Regions from separate parts of the Mus musculus genome. Here regions 1 and 2 are each linked to region 3. The links are chromatin contacts, called in public HiChIP or PLAC-seq and Micro-C maps. All regions are on one chromosome and are shown on one strand. The core of a region is the stretch at or near the end of the contact, and the rest is flanking DNA. Distances in the headings are between cores, read along the strand shown. Region 1 has its middle 67 kb from the start of Gm31458. Region 2 overlaps Trio (triple functional domain (PTPRF interacting)). Region 3 overlaps Trio (triple functional domain (PTPRF interacting)).

Region 1 (4,003 bases), core at 602-3,101, 210 kb before region 3:
ATAGAACAAAACCAGTACGGGTTGCTAACAATGGTAACCCACACTGTTTGTTACGGTTGTGTTTAACATTATTGCTAACTGTGGATACTAGAAAAGATAACAAAAATAAATTAAAATTTTTACTAACACCGAAATGCTATTAATTACAGTTATGTATGTGAAGTCTACTTTAATGCCTGATTACCATGCAGGGCAAGTAAAGATTGTGCATAGTGTATCATTAAATGTGGCAGCTCTACTCGGTTAAGTTTTATTTCATTATAATCATGAATTACACATATGCTTAGTCTACGTAAGTTATGGTTGCTGTCTGCTGTTTGTTCCCGTCCTTGAAAAGGCTTCTATTTCTAAACTTGCCTTCTTCTACACCTAGCAATTTTGATTTTTTATAGGAAACCTATAGAGGGTGGCCAGAAAGGTTGAGTTAATTCAGCCAAGGTTCTCAGAGGCAGTAAATGATGACTTTTGAACGAGGTCCTTTGGCTCAATAACTTGGGCTTTTACACTAGACTTAATTTATCCCTAATGATGCATGTTTTATCAGGAAATTCAGCATAAACTGGTAGTTAAGAGATGCTTGGCTTGAAAGCTTGAGACAAGAAAGGGAGAGAGTGATAAACAGTAGCCTCAGAGTCTCTTCCAACAGCAGGTGACCCAACCTAACATTATAGCCTGAACTCTTGATGCCTCTTCTCTCCTCCCCAATCCCCCAATCCATCCCCCTCTCCCTCTCCCTCTCCCTCTCCCTCTCCCTCTCCCTCTCCCTCTCCCTCTCCCTCTCCCTCTCCCTCTCCCTCTCCCTCTCCCTCCTCCTCCTCCTCCTCCTCCTCCTTCTTCTTCTTCTTCTTCTTCTTCTTCTTCTTCTTCTTCTTCTTCTTCTTCTTCTCTCTCTCTCTCTCTCTCTCTCTCTCTCTCTCTCTCTCTCTCTCTCCCTCCTTGCTTGTGAGCTCAGTATTGGCACTTGGTCAACTCCCAGCTGAGTCCAGCCTTCCCTCTATCCCCCACTGAGGTGCTAGACTTTTGAGTGAAGCTGCCTCTGGACCCTTCAGAGCAAACCAGCCCATCTGCCATTCAGATACCACAAGTGACCTCAGTCCACACCACATGGCACAGAATAATTGAGCAGCTGAGCCTGACCTGAATTCCTCACCCACAAAAATCATGAGGCATAAAAATGGCTGCTGTTTTAAGCTTGGAATTCAAGAGATAGATAGCCAGCGATAGACCACATGCCACAAGTTCATTTTACAGACTGTCTCGCTTAGCAGTGCCAGACAAACTGGCAAAGGGCAAGCTAATAAACTATAGTAATTAACAAAACAAGCTCCCTTTTCTTTCATAAGGCAATCCCCACACACAGACAATGGCAGCAATTTTGAATTTCAAGCAAATAGCCTATCTGTGGACCCATTTGAAATGTCAGCCATAAAATAATTTTCCTCTTGCAATTTATAAGCCCTGACAGTAAGGAGCTGTCTGTGAGAATCCAGCCAGAAATCCCTTGGACAAACATTCCGTTGATAATTTTTCCATTTCCATTTTTGACACACAGAGCCTTTCACTATTCAAGTCAACTTTGAAAGGAAACAAGATAACATCCGTTTCCTCTGCTGTCCTTCCACGCATTTAATAGCACCCAGATATACAGGTTCATTTCCCTGGAGATTCCTGTTATTTAAGCTCACCTTCTGGTGATCTTAAGACCAAAAAAAATGGTATTTTCTATAGCCATCTAACAGTGCAGGCCAGGAATGCAGAGTAGCGAAGGAGGATTGGGGAGGAGATTCCTGTAACCTCAGCGGACCAACAGTTACCCAGACTGCACAATTATTAGCACAGCACAAACACTGCAGCTGTCTGCAGAAGCACCGCAGTATTTCTGACAAGGCACATCACACTGATGATGTCAGACTCCTTTCTTAAACAGTGAAATGTGAGAATGTGTAGAAGAGGTTTGTCCTTGTTTGGGAAACCATACTCACAAATGACTAGGTTACCCACAGTCCTGGGTTTTCTCAGTTCATTGAGAAGTCACATTCCCGCAGAGTCCTTCGTGAAACCCTGTAGTTGGCTCCCTAGGTCTTTGGTTATCTCACCGGTCTGCCATGCACGTCGCTGAACAGGGAAAATGACTCAGGGCTCTAATGAAAATCTAATTCATTAAACCAAACCTTGGAAAAGAACCTCAATGAGTCAGTGCAACCTTCCCCTGCCTCTGGGCAGCGCCACACCTAGACCATCCAAGCCAGAGGAGAGGTAATCACATTTTTTAATAAAGCAGTCGTGAACATTATTACTAAACCCCATTTCTATATATAACTGTGTTCCAAATGAACCGACAAAGGCATTAAAGAGTTGGACCCAACACACTAACAACGGAGCCAGGACCTTGGCTTTTGTGCCAGTTTTTAAAAAGGTGGCCCCTTGAAGCAAAAGATGTAGGAAAAAGCCATTCCCTGGGGAAGCAGCTGCCCAGAGCCAGTCAGTGTGTATAGCTTGTGAGCGAGCAGATAGATGGGTTGGCCATCGGCTCGTTCTGCCTTCCACACCTCACCTTTGTACAGAGGAAGAAACACAGGACCACATGCAGTGACCTGGGAAGATAGCTATAATATTACACATGAAACTTCCTCCTCAGTTTGTCTTTTTAAAAATCTACTTTTATCCTTTCATCGTCCCTGTTGTTTGTTACTGCCAACTGTGTGTACCACCAGGTTTGTTTGGTTTTTTTGTTTGTTTGTTTTTTAATCTGTCAGCCTTCACTAATAAACTTACCACTGACAGGTAATATATCTTTATTCCTCCAGATACCTGACAGGTGCTCAATAACCATTCGTTGGCAGATTGAAAGACTTTTGGAGAGAATGAACACAGCCATAGACCACCAACACCTAACGTTTTCTTGCCTTTAAAATGAAAAGATGGCGGTGACCTCATCTCCCCTGAGGGAAATCAACCAAAGCATTTGAGTCACTGTTCTTTAGAGCAGAATTCCTGGTTGATAAAAAAGCATGGGTCTCCTGGCTATGAGATCAGAGTCCCAGGCTGAGGCCATCAATCCATCCTTGCTTCCTGTCTGGACACTATCTCTATTTAACAAAAGCACATGAGAGACTGACCACTGGGAAGAGAAGCAGGCATTCTTATTTGTCAGCGTACTCTCTCCCACAGCAAAGAGGCTGCCACTCTTTCCTCTTAGGGAGGAATATGACTCCCCAGAAGAGTCACCAGAGTCATTTACCCAGAACACACCTTCCAGGCATCTACCCCACCGGCACCTTCAGCAACTTGATAGTCAGAGACAGGCACCTACCATATTGATATGAGAGGGCATTCTTACCATGGCCAAGGTCAGAAAGTTGCAAGTCCAAAGGCCAGCTTATTTATTCCACGTTACTTTTTGTCTGTTGTTAATACCTGAAAGTTGTCAGAATTAAGGTGGATCACATATGAAAAGTTCCAAATAATAATAATAGTAATAATAATGATGATGATAATAATAATAGAACAAAGGGACCAAGAAGGATAGAGATGTTCATGTATGCCTGATAATGCGAAGTGTCACAGAGACATGAGTACCAAGCATTCATGAGGCTCTGAGTTCAATTCCCAGAACCATGAAGAGGGGGAAGCTAGGAGAAGCGAAGACCACCAGGACTGCAACCTTCCACAGAGCCACTATCACCTCACAAGGAACATATTTTTTTTGCAACAACAACTGCCAAACTGCCTGCTCTACCTTGAACAGATGCTGCCCTTGTCATTGAGTGTATGAGTCAAGGGCTAGCATTTCAAAACATGTGATCTTTGTCATCTTGCCCTCAAATAATCTCCCTTGCCTCAAACCCCTTGAACGGGAACAAGAATTACAGCTGCACCCGAGTTTCCATTGCAATATCCATCCTGCTATTTTGAGAGATTGTTTTCCACTTGGCATTTAGGTTGATACATTTAACAGTATGGTTATTTATATGAGATAACTAGTAGTCATATAAAGAAAGGT
Region 2 (3,849 bases), core at 269-2,768, 140 kb after region 3:
TTTGGGACCCAGCCCAGCACTCTGCATATCTCTTAGTCTGCATCAAACTGTGGAAGAGTCCTTCCTAACAGTGAACAGATCCACACAGTAAGCACTGAATTTGGTTTCAAATCTTTTCGAACCTGTTCTAAAGGATGGAAACACAGGATATTCAGCTCAGTGTGAATAAACAAATACCAAAGTGTCGCCGGAGGATTGTTTCAGCCATGCAGACTGGCTGTTTCACATTAACGATTGAGCAGTCTAAAGTCTCTCTCCAATTTTCTCCCACTTACATACCACCAACTCATTCAAAGTTTACAGCATGGTGCATGTGCGTGCATGAGTGCCCCAGGGACCAGTTCTGTGGAAAACAGAACCAGTGTTCTGTCTCTCCTCACTCTACGCATGACCTTGGATATATGTCCTTGTGAGAGCATGGTCTGTGGTTCATGGCACCTCCCCCCTCCTCCCATACACCCACCAGCACTTCAGAATTCTCATTGAAATTTGTTTATTGATTTTTTTAAGCGAAATACATTTATAAAACTATTTTGTTCTCTCACTTTTGTGGGAAAAGGTTTTCCATGCTTGATGGAAAATACATCCAGGAAAGAAATGCTGTGAAATTACATTTAAGGTTACAGCTGATTTTACAGCACATGTAGAGTCCTGAGATATTAGTAATCAGCCATGGGACTCTCCTTGCAGGGAGCCCTAGCCACCCCGAATTGACTTTTCCAGACATCTTGCTGGTGAGCTGCAATCTCTCTTTGGTCTATCTTTGTAAGGAGAACACAGATTTATGGCTTTTCATTCTGAAGAATTTCCTCCAGGTGCTCGGGGTTGGCCTCTGGGGTGAGTGAGCAAGTCCATAAACACGGGGAGCTTGGAGCAATGAGCTCTGGAATCTGTCCAGGGAGCCCCTATTTCCTCTTCCTGCCCGCAGGCATGGGGGTGGGGACTGGGCAGCCACAGCCCGGAGGCTCCGGTTAATTTCTTGCAGTTCTCTCCTAAGACCATGCGAATGTGAAGGATTGGCTCAGGATGCCCAACTATAACAACCGGAAAACCCCCAGGGAATAGAAGCAGCTGAGCATCCTCACATCGAGCCCTGAGTGACTGGATGTGTGTTCCTCTAGGCATCCTGTGTGCAAGTCCATGTCTTCCTCATTGACACCTTTTATTCTCAGAAGCACAGCTGAAAACGCCTCTGCGTGCCACCTTGTAGTCAACTCTACTCCTGTAGTGAAAGTAAGAACTCACAACTGTTAGCTGGGACGCGCAACTCGGTGGAGTTCTAAGGCCACTTCCTTTTCTCTTCTGTCTCCTTAAGCTGGCGGGGCCCAGTGGCACCAAAGTCCTCTCTCAAACTGGCACAGAGAAGAGGGATATGTTGTGCTTGTGGTAACATGGGAGCTGACAATTGAATGTTTCTCCTTTCGTCTCTCTCTTCATCTAAAAAGGAACACAGCACAGTGGCTGTCCTCATCCTGTTCCGTCCCCAGCCCTACGCAAAGGCTGCTTGATTGCTTCCTGTGGCTGCTTGCTCCCTGGAGGTGGCAGTGCCGCCTTATCACAGGGGCACTGATTAAAGCCAAGGACAGGATCCTGCTTTAATTGGTGTTCCTAGCAGAGGCCGTCTTTCTCATTCCCTTTGTCTCCACGGCTGCTTTGTTTCGTCCTGGAGTAACTCCAGGCCCCTCTCCTTCCCTCTCACCAGTGAGCACTAAGTAGCTTGGATAGCTCAGGGAGGAGTTCTTACAGGAGGACTCTGTTGACCACGGGAGATTCTTATAACAGCGCGTTCTTAGAAAGCCTCCTGCCTGTTCCCTGAGGCTCCAGAAATGGGACAGAGAGTTTTCAGCTGCTTCAAAGAAAGGCACCCCAGCCTGTTCTTTTCATTCTTTGGTTTGTGCTGCTGCTGTTTCAGTGTGTGACCGTCCCCTCCACCCCCGACCCCCGCGAGAAATAGGGGAACTAACGGTACTTAAAAGTTCCTAAGTAATGACCAAAGCAGAAGTATGCCATTTTGGCCTAGGAAAGAGGTGGAAAGCAAGATGACGTAAAGCTGGCTGGGACCTGCGTGGCCCTGAGTGTGCTCTGGGTGGACTGTGGTGTGTGCATGCCCACAGGCGTGCTGGCTTTTCCTCCCAGAGCCTGTGGGCAGTAGTGGTATGTATGTTTGTTCAAATGCTCTTTGCTTTAGTTCAGCACCATTTTGATTTTGTTGTGTTACTAAAATGCAATTTAGGAAGAATTCTTACTGGATTAGGACTCTTTTGTTTCTTTTCTTTTCTTTTTTTTTTTTTTTTAAACTAAACCAGGAACCTCGCCATATAATGTGCTGGATATTGGCTCTGTGGTTTGGGAGAGTCAGTCATCTGCTTCCTCCCTCCACAGCTATAACTCTTCCAAGCTAATATCGCATCCCTTGAGACTGGAGCCGGAGTTAACCCACCCCGTGGAGGATGTGGAGAGTGATAATACTTGGCAAGCTCTCTGCAGAACATTCCAGGGCCTCCCCACTGCCCTGTAGCGCTGCATACAAACGAGCACATTGGTATGGGCTCTGTGACAACATTTATAAGTTTGCACGGTTCATAGCTGGCTCGATTATGTGCATACTAACACAACCCGGGCATTTCTGAGGCAGTAAAACACTTCACTGCTAACATTCTGAATCTGGTTTTAATTTTGAAAGAATAATAATACATTTATGTATGAACGAAGTGTAGTCTTATCACCATTCCAACCAAACCACGTGGCTTAACTGCAGAATGTCCCTTTTAACCACGCTGTATGGGGCGGACTTTGTGTGTCCCTTGTTCCACATGAAGGAGGGTTTTAGCTTTTAAACGCATCTAAATTCCCCCCACATATGCAGATTTCCCCCTTTAGCAAGGCAAGCCAGGTGACCTCGGGTTTTTTTTTGTTTGTTTTTTTTGTTGTTGTTTGTTTGTTTGTTTTTTAACAAGAAAGAAGACAGTAAACAGAAGTATAAATGTTCGCTGTGGGAAGTGTCCCTGGTTAAATGTGTCCATGCCTCTCGCTTTGGGGTTTTATTTCAAGGACATTATGATCACAACTATCATGGGTCCTTACAGCATTAGGGGCTATGAAACCAGAATGGTATGTGGGCACCATGTGACTGTCAGCCCCCAAATTAACTGTGTGTTTCCATGAATGCTGAGTCCTGCCTCTGTTCAGGCAACAATAAACACTGCAGTAGTTGGGAGATGGAGTCACAAGCATAAATTAAGAATCAAGACACTGTTACTTCATAACATAAAGAGCTTCCTTATCCCTCTTCCAACAGTAAACTAAGTACTGAGTAATCCAACCCCTGGGTGGGCTTTGTTGTTGTTTGTGTGTTTGTTTTTAGAGACAGTCTTTAAGTGACACTAAGAATCTGTCTTATGGAAAAGAACAGTGTGACTTTTGGGCACCAGGAAGGATCTCAACCGACCAGAAAAGCTAGATTCATCACAGAGCCTTCAGAAGGCCTCTTGCTTTGGGGCTAAATAGACCAGATGACATTCTTGCTCTGCAGAATGTCACTCTGCTTCTGTGGAGATGCCTGGGTCAATGTGGGGTCCCCTCCGGCACCCTCACCCGTGGATCTTCAGTGGGAGCCTCGGCTCAGGCCTTCCAGGGCCACCATAGGTCCCCTTCCTTCTCCTTACCCAGGAGCAGTGTCCCACACAGCTCACTGTGGACATCATCAGGCTGTGTGCTGACCAGAGAAAGTCAGGAGGGCTCTGCAAAGACACTGTCTGTCTCTCCAGCCCTACCCACCCCACCCCACCCCACCACACATCCCAGGGATGATGCAGACCACCAAGAAAGAGTGGTGCCAGGTTCAAAGAT
Region 3 (4,412 bases), core at 1,858-4,357:
GGGTCCGTGACTTACTGGAGTGTATTTGTAACAGACAGACCTACAATATCCTAATTTTGCTGAATATTTAGCAACTTTGGTTTATGTATAAACAAGATAATGATTTAAGTATTGTTTAGATGTAACTCGTGGCCACTCAAATTAATTGATTACTTATTAAGACTCTCAGCCTTGAGTAGTAAAAGCAGAGGCTGACAAGATAGGCAGGGCCCCTGAAGCCCGGGGAAGTCCCCTGCAGGAAGGAAGTCCCCAGCCACAACCCAGGTCACAGGGGCTGAATTGACAGTTTACATGTTAGAGAAGCTAGAAGTCTTGTTGGTGGTTCGAGGATAGCCAGACCTACAAAGAGAGACCCTGTCTCGAACTACAAGCAAGCAAAAGAAGTGGGCAGGAGCCAACGTAGGGGTCAGGGACACTGGTGTGGCGATCAACTATAATAATCCGTAAGATTTACTAATGTGTAAGGTAATAAGATTTGGAGCTTAAATCCAAACCGGTGCTCATTGCTGGGATCAAGTCCTTTGTCCCGTGGCATCTGAAGTCTCAGAAGCCTTGGTTCTCCTTATTTGTTTCCTGTCTTTCCTAGTAATGGTCACCAACAGGCAGGCGGACACGACCGAAGCAAGCCTGTTGGCCACACCTCGCACTCACAGAAGTTTAAGTTGTGTTCCGTTCCTGTTGCAGAAAACATATGGCAGAAACCCCGAGATTCGTTCTGTCAGCTGTTCCACTTGAGCCCTCTGGGACTCGGGGACTTGGGACACATATGTGCTGACATGTAAAACAAAGAAGTTCTGTCTGGAGTTGTGTGGAGTTGACGTAGCTTCGTTCCCTCAAGCCCAGGCTGGTCACAAAGTCTCATGACTAAAGCATTTCCTTGCAACTGTTTTTGGGTGAACCCTGCTAACTGCAGAGAAGCAGGCCTCTGATGCCTGCACACTTCCTGCTCCTGCTCCCCCCCCCCCCCTCTCTGCAGTGAAAGTGCAGAAATGAGCCTCCTCCTAAGCATTCTCCCTTCGTATGCTCCACCCTTCCTTCCTTCATCAGAGGTGAGACCAACAGTGATTAGGGCAGAAAATAATGTTTTAATTACATTGCAACAACCCCAAAGTAAAACCTTTTCCTATCTTAAACTACAAATGAAGGACTCGTCGTTAAGTACACGAGACAGCAAGAGAACCAGTCACTTTTAGTGCCTGGCCATTGTGAGCAGGTTGGCAACTTTAGAATATGGTTAGTTCTGTGTTTTTGTGAACTGTACTCAGGAGCCCAGTTGTAGACTGGTGGTGAGGTTTGCCAGCTGCAAAGGGTGTTGTTTTCCTAGGGTTAAATGGCTGCTTGGGGTTTTCTGCCGTGCTCCCCATACGGTGGGACACAGTGCCCAGTGACTGTGACCAGTATTTAGGTCATTTCCAGGATGTGGCAAAGGCTTGAGTGCTACAGGCGCTGAGTGGGTTATGTATCCAGTATTAGGGTTCCCAGTGTGTGCAGTGTGCACACGTATTTCTGGGAACAGGAATGATGGGAGTGGGTTTTTGGTGATGCGTGTAGGAGTTCAAAGGGTCAGAAGTTGAGCGTCTGTCTGGTTGGGATTCTTTCATTTTCGCCTGGGGAGAGAATAAGTATTGGCAAGCGAGCGAGGCTGCACAGGAGGCAGATGTCACATCTGAAGGATTATGTCATGTCAGGGAGTGTGTGTCTTACGGGAAGGCATCAAGAAGCCACAGAGGGGCATCGTGGAAAACTTATGGAGAGCAGTAGAAGGAGGTGTGAGCTAGAAGCCGATTTCAAGGCGAGTGGTGGGGTCAGAAGGACTACTGACCACTGATTAGGAGGCTGCAGATACAGCAAGGCCACCTGCGGGAATTCCACGGTGGGGTGGAAGGCAAGGGGAGCCAGGCGAGGCTATTTAAATGAATGAAATGCTTGATGTGATAATGGATCAGGATTTCTCTTAACAATCAATCTTGGTTGGGCTGGTATCCATTCACATAGCTCAGGGATCGAGTTTTATCGCTCTGGGTCAATTCCCCGGGCTCTTCTGCAAAGCAGTCTGTGGATCAGGTTGGCTTTACTGAACCATGTGTGCATGTATGCATAAGTGAGAGGCACATATGTAATTAGGGTGGCGTCTGCTGTCAGGCTTTATAGCACACATGCACACAGAGAGACACAGAGAAAGAGACAGACAGACAGACAGAGGCACAGGGAGATGGGGGGGGGGGGGACAGGTTGCCCATGTGATTTATTTTGAATCACTTAGTCAGAGAAATGCAATTTCTCTGTTTGCTTCTTTGTTGGTCTGGGATCAGAAGATTAAGGGTGCCCTTGGCCATATTTCCTTTTTATTTTATGAAACTAGAAGAAGCTGGAACCCCTTTTATAATAATAACCACTATATAATAATAGCCGTTATACAATATAATGCCTTTGGACAACTGGCCTATTATATATTATGAATTAACTTCCAATGTACCATTAATGCATAGTTAAAACATCAACAAAGTCTACTGATTTCTTCGTTCGTTTAAGGCATTTGTAATACTCTTAACAAGCCTTTCATCCTTTGGCAGTTCAGCTTGTCCTGTATACTTTGTGGGTAAGAAATGAAAAGCCAGAGCTATATGTTGACGTTTCCTTGAGTCAGTAAAGCTTGTGCTCTTCTTAACTGTGTGCTGTTATAGGCTGTCACTAATAAGACAGGATGAGTTAGCCAATCAGGTGGTTATTACTAAACATTAGAATCCGCTTTGTCGTTATTTCCATGTGGTGGTTTGTGGACACATCTACATTCCCGGTGCATGTGATTCATCCTCGTGTCCAATCTGGGGTCATATAATTTTGTAAAAAATGACATAAGCATCAGTTGATTGTGCTTGCATTTTTTTATATCTTAGTAAGCATTCTGGTGAAAATGTAACCTTTGTTCTCTAACATTCTTCCATAATTAAATGCATTCACAGAAGATTCCGATCCATTAAAACACTTCCTTCCTGTGACACTGGCGTGAGCTTTACACGGCCACCCCACCCCCACCACACACACCTCGCTAGCACTGCCTCCCTGCAGTGGAGCAGCATCCTGCAGGCTCTGCGCTGGAGCGGCTTGCTCAGACAGGGTGACGTCACCCTCTCTGCCGGCAGTGCGAGGGCGGGGCCACCGCACAGATGTGGAGTTTTATCTCCTGCCCTTTGTGTTCCGGAGCTCTGCCAATTACCTAATGAGTAAAATTCGGTAATTACCACCAAGGCTCGTCAGTAAGAGCAGCTACCAGCTTACTATTTAACATTTTTGCTGTGGTTGCTTTAGAACGCTGCCTTAGTTATTAGTCTTACTTGTAGCATAACCTGTGCTTCCGTCAGCCATGCTTCAGTCTTTCCCACAGGCGATTTTTCGGTTTAATAAATGTAAGGTGGGGGTAGCTGACAGGCTCTGAGACCTACGAGGTGGCTGGGAAGCAGTCTGTGGGTGACTGACAGACAATTCAGAACAAGGCACACGGGCAACTTTATCAGGAGCTCTATCTGTGGAGGAATAATAGGGCTCTTAAATACCATGTTTTCCTAAAAGAAAAAAAAATTAAGTCAGCGAATGATTATGTGAAATTCAAAATGATTAAAATCTGCTAGAGGTCCTGAGTGGATTACCAAAAGAAGCTGTTTTAGTTTTAAACTTACTCTTTTTAACACACACACACACACACACACACACACACACACACACACACACATATATATGTATGTATATGTATATATGTATATATTGTATATGAGTACACTGTAACTGTCTTCAGACACACCAGAAGAGGGCATCGGATCCCATTACAGATGGTTGTTGTGGTTGCTGGGAATTGAACTCAGGACCTGGAAGAACAGTCAGTGCTCTTAACCACTGAGCCATCTTCCCAGCACCAAAAATCTTACCCTTACCTCAGATAATTAGCTTCATCTTAGGTCTTTGTGCACATGTACACGGAAAGTGCTATTGGGTCAACGAGCTGAGTGATGAGTGAGCGCTCACACAACCTGGAGATGTCCCGTGGTGCGGCTCCTCCTGGGAGCAACCAAGATGGAGGGCTGCTGCTCCTTTATTGTTGGTTGATGTTAAAAATGGAAGGCCACCGTGGTGGTCAGTGAGCTCTGTGGCTTGCTGGGAACGGTTCTGTTGGAGTGGCACCGCAGCCCTGACACAGAGTCTGATGACCAAAAGGGCACAGTTGATCTGACCACTGCGCTGTTGGGTTGTTGACATTCCAGCTCCCCCCACCCCCATTCACCCAAAAGATTTCCCATTGTCAGAGACAACTGTGGGATCTCTCCTCCTGGAGCAAAGAGGGTAATTTTCCCTCTTACAGCTGTAATCATGGTGTGACTGAAGGCTAAATACCCAGAGCTGATCTTTTACAGACTGAA

What was found. Hi-C and Micro-C count contacts between places; a contact is called where the count stands out from the background. HiChIP or PLAC-seq counts read pairs in DNA pulled down with a chosen protein or histone mark.
Region 1: a contact with region 3 is called in a Micro-C map of muscle stem cells, with 11 times the contacts expected there. The contact joins two enhancer-like sites. A contact is called at or near these places in 7 of 484 Hi-C or Micro-C datasets (the C2C12 cell line, adipose-derived mesenchymal stem cells, embryonic fibroblasts and 2 more), 9 of 115 datasets of contacts at active chromatin or transcription factors (bone marrow-derived macrophages, craniofacial prominence, embryonic basal ganglia and 5 more) and 2 of 9 other capture datasets (adipose tissue and liver).
Region 2: an H3K27ac HiChIP or PLAC-seq map of microglia shows a contact between it and region 3, with 3 times the contacts expected there. The contact joins two enhancer-like sites. A contact is called at or near these places in 1 of 484 Hi-C or Micro-C datasets (CD8 T cells), 2 of 115 datasets of contacts at active chromatin or transcription factors (microglia and pancreatic cancer cells) and 1 of 9 other capture datasets (adipose tissue).

Annotation. Positions count from the first base shown.
Region 1 is chr15:28,131,484-28,135,486 of GRCm38.p6, reverse strand. No RefSeq gene overlaps it. Among named protein-coding and RNA genes, the nearest start is that of Gm31458, 67 kb to the right of the region's middle. Within about 2 kb of position 1,851, at least 56 of the 459 cell types and tissues checked have an H3K27ac peak or open chromatin away from gene starts, as enhancers often do. A contact at or near this core is called in the C2C12 cell line, adipose-derived mesenchymal stem cells, embryonic fibroblasts and 2 more, where this site is marked.
Region 2 is chr15:27,781,475-27,785,323 of GRCm38.p6, reverse strand. The region is part of intron 34 of Trio (triple functional domain (PTPRF interacting)); the gene reads left to right. Among named protein-coding and RNA genes, the nearest start is that of Otulinl, 100 kb to the right of the region's middle. Within about 2 kb of position 1,518, at least 256 of the 459 cell types and tissues checked have an H3K27ac peak or open chromatin away from gene starts, as enhancers often do. A contact at or near this core is called in CD8 T cells, adipose tissue, microglia and 1 more, where this site is marked.
Region 3 is chr15:27,922,491-27,926,902 of GRCm38.p6, reverse strand. The region is part of intron 1 of Trio (triple functional domain (PTPRF interacting)); the gene reads left to right. Among named protein-coding and RNA genes, the nearest start is that of Gm29975, 70 kb to the left of the region's middle. Within about 2 kb of position 3,107, at least 298 of the 459 cell types and tissues checked have an H3K27ac peak or open chromatin away from gene starts, as enhancers often do. A contact at or near this core is called in the C2C12 cell line, CD8 T cells, adipose tissue and 6 more, where this site is marked.